Linked DNA regions of Mus musculus: regions 2 and 3 are each linked to region 1. The links are chromatin contacts, called in public Hi-C and promoter capture Hi-C maps. All regions are on one chromosome and are shown on one strand. The core of a region is the stretch at or near the end of the contact, and the rest is flanking DNA. Distances in the headings are between cores, read along the strand shown. Region 1 holds the start of Cep83 (centrosomal protein 83). Region 2 overlaps Plxnc1 (plexin C1). Region 3 overlaps Plxnc1 (plexin C1).

Region 1 (2,829 bases), core at 20-2,519:
AATAAAGTTTTTCTTCAGTTGTTAGTCATCTCTCCAGTCTTCTCCTCACTTTCCAGTGATTCTATTTTATTTAATTTATTTTATTTTTTTAACGGATATTTCCACTGGTTACAAATGATTTGATTTGATTTCAGGATCTGGGGAATCCGTAACGCCTAATTGAATTTACAGAACTAGGGATTAAGATAATCTATAAAAATGCTGCGGCACTTGATATAGGACTGTTCAGCAAATTGTTACTGTCAATGTCTCTCACACACACAGGACTTCTGCTTTCTCTATTCTGATCGTGAATGTGTCTCCCACATACCTCCTTTATATAACCTACCCATAATAGTATGCACCCTCATTTCTAGAAAAAATGGTGACAGCTCAGTTACCACTCTACCCAGAGCCCGGATCTAGTCATCTCCTGCATGTTCATGAGAGGTGAAGATAAGCTGTGCTTCATAATGCACTGTGGCGATCCAAGGCCACAGTATGGAGGCACTCAGCAAGCATGGGTATAGACGGGATGCATGTTTCTCCCATCGCCCACCCTGAAACGCGAAAAGCCTAATTTACCTTAGCTTTTAGGTCACAAATATTATCAAAGCTGTCACCAAGTGTCAATTTAGTTTGCAGCCTGGAGACCAGGAGCCCACCCTGTTATATTACCCCTAAGAGCAGGCGGGCCTACAGGATGGGCCTGGGGCAGGAAGGAGGTCCTGACCTGACTTCCCTGGTGGCAAGCTGGGGGCGACTCCGCACTCACAGGCTGACTGGGTGCCAGAGCCCGGAAAATCCGCCCAGCAGGCACGATGACAAGGCGGGCGGGAACAGAGGTGGCGGCGAAGAGCACCGTCCAAGCCCTCCGAGAAGGAAGTGTGACAAGGGCACAGAGTCCCTCAGCCCACCGGGAGTCGGGCGTGAGGTGACATCTGCCGTTCCCCGGGCTCGCGGGCTTCGGTGCGGCCCACAGGGACGTCCCAGAGTGGCATCCTCACTTTTTTTTTTCCCCCACAGCGGCAACAGCTACCCGCGTAACCGTCAGCCCGCTCCTCTCACCAACGGCTCGGACCTTGGGCGGCGCGCGGTGCTGATGACGTAGGACGGGGAGGCGGGACTTCCTGCCTCGCGCCTCGCCGGGGCTCGGGACGCGCGCGGTCCGCTCGGGAGTGGCGGACGGCGGGCTGAGGGGGCGGCGTGTCGGCCGAGGAGGGCGGGCCGCGGAGGAGGAGCCGGCCTTGCAGCCGCCGCCCTCTCAGCCCTCCGAGTTTCCCGGGCTACCTCAACCTTTCCCGAGGCGTGGGTGCCCTCGCGGACCGTCCGGCTCCTCGGTTCGCCTCCAGCCCCGCGGCGGCAGCGGCCGCTTGGACCGCTCCGGGCCCCACACCCCAGCCGGTGGGACCGTCCCGAGCCCTCGGCCCCAATGCCTGGGAGAGCAGAGCGGAGTGGGTGGCGGTGGTTGGAGCTGTGCCGGGGGCTCCCGGTGGCGAGCGCGGCTGCTGTGCTGGGGCGAGCAGCGGGGACCGTGTGTGAGTTTGGTAAGTCACCTCTCTTCTTTTTAGGCGTGCTGGGCGTCTGCTTGGAAGCCTGCGGCACTCCGCGCCCGCCCTTGGACCCGGGTTTTGTTTCCTGGTGAAGCAGTGTTAGCCGGTGTTAGGAAGGCAGGCCCTGAGATGAGTTCTGGATGCAAGGTTTTTCTTTTCTTTTTCTTTTTTAAAGCACGTGAAACTCCTTTCGGGGCTCTTTGGTGCACTGCGGCACGGTAGCCAGCGGAGTCATGGGGTTAGTGTAAAGCACCTCTAGGTTAATTGGTGGGGGAAAAGCCACGCTGTCATCATTTTCCTTGTCCTTAAAGGTAGTCATAGCAGTGAGGTTTGCGGATGTTGCTGAGGTAAGGTCTGAACTGTGGGAAGTGTATTTTGGGCTTGGTACTTTGGCAAGTTCTTAGTCCAGTTTCTGACTATGATAAAAAGACTCTTGGCTTTTTAAAAATGCCCTAGAGGGCATTTAAGTGTCTTTAAGTCTTTGCTTACCTTCTAATTATCAGACCACTTTCTTCTCGAACATGTTGAGGATCAGGCTAAATTTGTTCTGATGATTTTTTTTTAAATATGTAGTGAATTCATAATATGTTCAGGCTGTTAGTATAAAGTACTAAACTGAGATTTAAAGTACCGAGTAGGTTGTTAAAGCCGTGCTTCTGTTACCAAGCAACATCACCGTAAACAAGTCTAATATTCAACTAGAACATAAGTAAATGTGGCCTGTTAATCTGAGTTTGGAGCGAGTTGGAGCTCTTCAGATTTATGCTTTTAGTTTATAGGTGGCTACATTTGTTGCCTTTTGTAGTCAGATTTCAAATAAATTTTATCTAGAATTATTAGAACACTTTGATTGTTTTTGTTGTCACACAAGACTATGGAGAGTTGTAAATGGATTTGAGTTCTTTTTGGTTGTTACATATTCCGGAGTATGCTGGGTATTTCTCTTTGAGTATTTCTTTTCTAATGAGATAAAGTATGCAATCTGTATTTAATAATATTCTTAAATAAAAAGATTATAGCAATTTAGAGTTACATACATTTGAGAGATTGTGAAACAGTACAAGTTTTTAAGCCTTGGCTTAGCAGTAGCCTTGGTCTACATTTGTTGAACCCTTAGTGATATAACTTGAATGGTAAACTAAGTTTTTATTTTAATTTACTTTATTAAGTGTTCTGTTTGGTGGGGAAAGCATTAAAGACATGGTCTAGCTTTGTATCCCAGACTTGCTTTGAATTGGCAATTTCTCTGCTTCAGCCTCCTGAATTCCAGGACAGAATGAAAATGAGGCTATAACCG
Region 2 (2,949 bases), core at 302-2,801, 160 kb after region 1:
GTGTACCTAGCCCCTCCTCACAGACACCCATGGCTTCACCCTGAAGGTTCCTGTGAGAACGTCAAGGCTCTTCTCAGAGAACTAAACCCTTAGGGGGACCAGACAATTCCCACAGTCTGGGGATGGGGAAGCATAGTGGGGGAGGGGCGGAAGACAGTGGCCACAGGACCAAGAGACAATGACAAGAGAAGGAATGTTACTTCAGCAGGTCCCCGACCTCCCTTGGTGCTGTTGGACCACATACTTGTCACAGGCTCTGTACATAGCACCCCAACCATCCACAACGACTTTCACACCTATTCAGAAGTGTTATCTGATTAAAGCAACGTGCTACATGCGTCGCACGAGGAGAACGTGGCAGGTCTTAACACATGAAATTCTTTTCTGGTTCCTCTATGCGGCAACCCCAAATAACTCCAAGAATGAGATCTTTCCGTCACAGCAGAGACAGTATAGATCACATGAAAGCAAAAGTTTATAATGCCGAAGTCGTAGAAATGAAACATACCCTTCCTCCAGCCCCCCCCCCCCCCAGTTTAGTATAACTTACATTTATGTTCACATTTGCGTTTCCCTTCAGCTCGTGTGAAATGATGAGGTTGTCGATGACGTCAAAATTTCTGCCCATGATGGTTATGTTTTGCCCACCGCTGCAAGGGATCGAAGGGCAAGGGTGAGCCACCGGCGTTCACGATTTCAAACTAAACTATTAACTGATTCACAATTAATGTTAAGCTCGGTCATATTTGGGAGACAAGGAACCAATTTCAATTTAAAAGACGTTGATAATTTTAGAAGTCTTTAAATGGTACTGGCTGCAGACTCATGGTTTCTAAGACATACATATAAAAAAATACAGGTCAGCCCCGTTTCAGTTCTGGGAAAGTGCCCAAATTCTTTAATAGAATCGGAGCTTTCTTGTGGTCTTTCGCCACACATAACCAGATCATCTGCTGTACCTTGGAAGCATTTCACGGGACAAAAATCTCATTTGATTACAGTTTAATCTATGAGAAGATGACCCGCTCTCACAATTTCCACGACCAAACCCTCTAACCCACCAATTATATTTTATTTATAGTTTATTTATTTAGAGGGAAACAGGGAACACACGATAGGTGGACAAGCTAAAATGGCGAGTGACCTTAGAAGTTTGTATTCTTGTTTAAGATATGGGATTTCAGTGTACGGGGAAGGTACACAAATCTCACCAAAACCAAACAGTGATTTCACCTAGTCTCAAGGTGTCACCAGATAACATCGGAGTGGTCACCCAGTGTGAAAGAAACAGCTGCCTACAGCTCTGGTTATTCTCATGGGTCACCAGACACTTGTTCTGGGGTGGCAGGTCCACCCCAGACACTGTATGGCCACTTGACAATCTGCCTCAATTTTAAGAAAACCAACCCAAACATCTTCTCCTGATTCCAGATGGTGGCACCTCCTCCTTCTTGCTCAAGGATGAGGAGCACTGAGACTCAGGGGCTCAGCACAATCATGGTGACAGGCAGCCATTTGATGAGGAGGAAGCAGAGTATTGTGGTAGAAACCACGCATCCTGGGCCCAGCTCTCAGGGAGCTACGTATATTGCTTGAACTGCAGCCGTGCCTTGGTTCACCCCTGCCAAAGGGACAACCCACCGTTGGGTTCTCAGAGTTTTTGTAAGGTTTAACCAGGTCAGCAGCTATACCATGACTATGTGGTGAGTGCCACATCCGGGTTACTACTTATACATAGGGCATACTTAATCTCAGAGCGGAGGGTTGCAGGTAAGAGCCTTGCTTTTGAAATCTCAGTCTTCCCTATGCCACTCCAATGGGCTGCAAAGTTTGCATGGGGAAGCCCTGACTCAGAAGAAGGCTGAAGATAGAGAGATTGGGGGTGGAGGTGGGGAATAGGCAAATGCTAGGCAGTATTTTACCACTAAACCATACCTGAGATTAAGGTCATTAAAGAGGTAATGGAAATTCAGGGCATTCACTGGAGTGACTGATGGCATTCTGAAAAAGCTTAGGGCACAGTCTTAGATGGAGGGACAGGGGAGAGACAGCTGCCTGAAAACTCTGCAAGACGCTGCCTTGCAAGGGGCTAAACTTCCTCCCACCTCGGAGACGTACAACCTGGAGGAACTCCCATTTCGGCTGTCTAAGCTGTCCGGTCTGACTTCTATTATCACAGTTGAGCAAACCCAGCTGCTTCCCAAGGTCATCTCAAGTAAGAGTACAGGAGATGTTTTGTCTCTTTTTCCTTCCAATTTATTTTCCCTCATTGCTTTGTCTGTGGTTTTATCTCGAAAGGTACGTGAAAAGTTAACTTCGTGTGAGATGAAGAAAATCTCGTTGGGGTTATACACCAGAACCTAAATGTGAATTTAAATTTGACTAGAGAGAGACATTTTTCCCCATTAATATATTGTATTCATCTCAAAGAGTTTATTTTGGAGTTTTTTAACCCTCAAACAGGACCTTTGAAATGTAGAGGCTCCACGCAGGCTCCAGTATTTCCCCCAAAGCATTCAAAGCAGCTGAGTCTAAAAGTTAGCAAGTGAAACCTGTGAGTGGGGAGTCTTACATCACGAATGGGGAAGGCAGGTGACACAGAAGGCCACAGCAACCTGGGCTAAGAACAGTCATTGTGGTTGAACAAAACGTTTGAGCTGTGAGTTTCCTAGTAGCCATGGTGAAATAAAAACAGGCTATGCTCACAGTCCTTGTGGTCAGACAGGAGCAGTTTTCTAGAAATAATTCCTAGGAGGAACACCAAGAGGAAAATTTAGGTGCAACTACCATCGCCATGATCTTATGTACATCACCCTTCACCGGAAGAAGAGAAGCCCTCTGTGGATCCAGACAGTACCTGATCCAGGTGGTGGCAGGAACTATCAGGGAACAATGTGGCAGAGCAATGTAGGACAGAGCCCCTGCAGACGAGCAGGTCCCACCGTCAAA
Region 3 (2,776 bases), core at 236-2,735, 240 kb after region 1:
AAGTGGTTCTCAACAGGGGTGGGGATGGGGAATCATATATCAGATATTTTACGATTCATAAGAGTAGCAGAATTACAGTTATGAAGTACCAACTAAATACTTTTGTGGTTGGCAGTCACCAGTACATGAAGCAGTGTAATAAAAGGGTCATAGCATTAGGAAGGTTGAGAACTACTGCTCTATATCGTGGAAGGGTTGGTAATAACATTTCTTCTTCACAGTTGTTAAGTTCTTATAAGGACTAAATGAATTCGTTTGGTAAAATGCCTGACACACAGTTACACACAAGTAAGCTGTACTTGTGGCCACTACCTTATTTAAAAAGGCAAACAGTTGCTACCACACCCAAGACAGCTAGCTGTTCTTCTAAAATTTCCTTCAGATCACAATAACCCAAGCTAGACAGAAGCCATAATTGGTCCAACCAAATGGTGATTCCAGTCACCATTACCAGGCATTTGTCCTCCTATCTCACAGAGAACTATGGCTGTCCATTCCCAGGGCTACTCAGTGAGACTTAAGGAGCTCCCTGGAAGGGTTCCTGGCTATATAGTTTCCTCACTGATAAAACTCTGCAGGTGAGCTGTTGGATCTTTCTCATGCCCTCCCTTGGGATACAGTTACAAGAGGCATAAGATATGCACGTAGAAAAAGGAAGACATTTTGCTTCCACTAAATCCAAGATGGAGGACGAAAACCAGCTCATGGAGATTAGCGCAGGAGAAACACAATGGGCCCTAGGTTCTTGGGGACAGAGTTTTCACTAAGTTAACCACAGTAGCTGCCATGGGATTTCCTGAAAATCACTGTTTAAGGAATAACAACCATAACTTGTTGGATCTAGCAGTGGGCCAGCCAAGAGGCCCTTCGCAGTAGTCAGAACTCTGTGGCTAATTATGAGCCTGGGAGAAAAGAGGAGGGCAGAGGCTTAGACCCCCCAGCAAGCTCCCAGGACCGGTCTGGATGAATGGAAATGGATTCTTTTGTGCTAAAAACACAGAGAAATGGACAGGTCCCTGTGAATGGAGAAAGGAACCCTCAGAATGCTTTTCTTACTCTCATTTTAGCAAAGGGAAAAACAGAAGAAAGAGGGCCTCAGAGAAACCTCCTCACAAACGGGAACTTAATACCTAGGGAGTCAAGCAGAAAAGAGGGGAAATCGTGCAAGCAGCCCCCTGTGTCCAGAAATTATTCTCACTCCTTCCTGCCTCTGGCCTGTCTTCTATTTTGCCCTTCTCTTCCCTTAGGGTGTAATTGCTAATGTTGCTCTCAGCCCATTCTGCCTAGTTTATTATGTGTAATTTCTCTCCGAGTCCCTGCCTCTGCTTGTTCGTCTGTGTGTAACAAGGTTAATGCCTCATAATGATGCTTTTGCCACTTCTGTCTTTCATGACAAAATCCAATCTCGATTCAGCTCTAAGCCCCATCTCCCTCTGGGTTTTCCCGGTTCCCTCAGAGCTGTCCCTCCACTTCTCCTTCCTGCCGCGTCTCACCATAACCACTCGCACGCTTACAGTTTAGCTCTCACTGAGGGGAAACTTCTCTCAGCCAGAGGAAAAAGCACCCTTCTCTCAAATGATGATTAGACTGAGAGGTCTGGACCCAACATGGCAACCTGGGACCAGGCCATCGAGGGTGGGGAACAGGACATGGGCTGATGGACATGTTCCCGTGTGTGTGCATGCATGCAGGCCAGTACATAAGGAGTAGTGAGCATATCTAGTAGTTTGATGGCCATGTCATACTATTTTTGTCTGCAGTGATCACCAGAGCTGTGGTCCACACTGTTCACTGCACAAGTCCAAAGGGAGCACCAGTCATGATTTCTAGGACATGAAAAGGCAGCCTCAGCTTTGCCTCCTAGGTGACCAAAGATGCCATACAAGGTCTACCCAATGAAGTTCCTGCAGTAAGGCACACAGGAAATATCCACAAAGCTGGGCCTCCAGTGCTGGGGACCGAGAGAGAGAGAGAGAGAGAGAGAGAGAGAAAGAGAGAGAGAGAGAGAGAGAGAGAGAGAGAGAGAGAGAGAGAGAGAGTTGAGCTTTTTACTCAAACCCAGTGCTAAGAAGACTCCTGAGGTTGGTTTTTCCTTATAAGACAAAGGCGAATGAATGGCAGCTGGTGCTTATTAATTTCTCGGGTTTATAAAATGCCCTCTTGGGCAGTTCATCTTGTATTCTGTTCCCTTGGGTTACTCTTGTTTTCAAACAGGGTCTCCATCCTTTGCTATTTGTGATTCATCAGGGACCCGGTTAGTAAGACTCTGAATTCCAATTTCTAGTCTCTGACAGTCTGCTTGATTTGGGCAAGTGGGTTTCTTCGGGTCACCACATTGTACAATGGACACATCCCTACCTCGTGCCCCGCCTAGCTCCAGCACTGCCGCGAGACTCAAGTGACATCGTGTGCATGACAATAATTAGGAAGTCATCGTCATCAAGCTAAAGAACTGGAAACAAAACAAACCAAACAAACCAAACAAACCTTTTACTCAAGTTAGAGTGGGACTTCATTAGCTGCTCAGGTTGTCACGTTCTTCCAGTTCTTCTGGAACAGACAGCATCGACTGGGTTCCAGCTAAGTTTATGACATGTATGGGGCCATCCAAGGGGACATTTTCATAGGGATTCAGAGTCATGGGAGGAACCCAAGGTGTGCAGGAGGCTGATGCAGAAGGGGGCTGAGGGAAGAGCTGTGTGACAATGTCTCAGGGGATAGCTCCCCTGCAGAAGACACTTGAAAGAGGCACAGACTTCACATGTCCTTCTATTCC

What was found. Promoter capture Hi-C pulls out the DNA fragments that hold promoters and counts their contacts. A called contact is a pair of places that touch in the nucleus more often than the background predicts.
Region 2: a contact with region 1 is called in a Hi-C map of Th1 cells, with 1.7 times the contacts expected there. The contact joins the enhancer-like site here to the promoter of Cep83 in region 1. A contact is called at or near these places in 5 of 39 promoter capture datasets (frontonasal cranial neural crest, hematopoietic stem and progenitor cells, macrophages and 2 more), 3 of 484 Hi-C or Micro-C datasets (Sertoli cells, Th1 cells and natural killer cells), 2 of 115 datasets of contacts at active chromatin or transcription factors (the HPC-7 cell line and embryonic stem cells) and 2 of 9 other capture datasets (adipose tissue and liver).
Region 3: a contact with region 1 is called in a promoter capture Hi-C map of macrophages, with 6 read pairs. The contact joins the enhancer-like site here to the promoter of Cep83 in region 1. A contact is called at or near these places in 5 of 39 promoter capture datasets (the 3T3-L1 cell line, 3T3-L1-derived adipocytes, macrophages and 2 more), 1 of 484 Hi-C or Micro-C datasets (nephron progenitors), 12 of 115 datasets of contacts at active chromatin or transcription factors (the 230-238 cell line, acute myeloid leukemia, bone marrow-derived macrophages and 9 more) and 2 of 9 other capture datasets (adipose tissue and liver).

Annotation. Positions count from the first base shown.
Region 1 is chr10:94,687,521-94,690,349 of GRCm38.p6, forward strand. It overlaps Cep83 (centrosomal protein 83), which reads left to right and starts at 1,270. Exons shown (of 16, transcript NM_029852.2): 1 at 1,270-1,526. Cep83os (centrosomal protein 83, opposite strand) reads right to left here and starts at 1,093. Exons shown (of 3, transcript NR_015524.1): 1 at 713-1,093.
Region 2 is chr10:94,846,965-94,849,913 of GRCm38.p6, forward strand. Plxnc1 (plexin C1) reads right to left here. Exons shown (of 31, transcript NM_018797.3): 11 at 2,858-2,949; 12 at 551-650. Among named protein-coding and RNA genes, the nearest start is that of Plxnc1, 96 kb to the right of the region's middle. Within about 2 kb of position 1,552, at least 34 of the 459 cell types and tissues checked have an H3K27ac peak or open chromatin away from gene starts, as enhancers often do. A contact at or near this core is called in Sertoli cells, Th1 cells and hematopoietic stem and progenitor cells, where this site is marked.
Region 3 is chr10:94,925,561-94,928,336 of GRCm38.p6, forward strand. The region is part of intron 1 of Plxnc1 (plexin C1); the gene reads right to left. Among named protein-coding and RNA genes, the nearest start is that of Plxnc1, 18 kb to the right of the region's middle. Within about 2 kb of position 1,486, at least 14 of the 459 cell types and tissues checked have an H3K27ac peak or open chromatin away from gene starts, as enhancers often do. A contact at or near this core is called in macrophages, where this site is marked.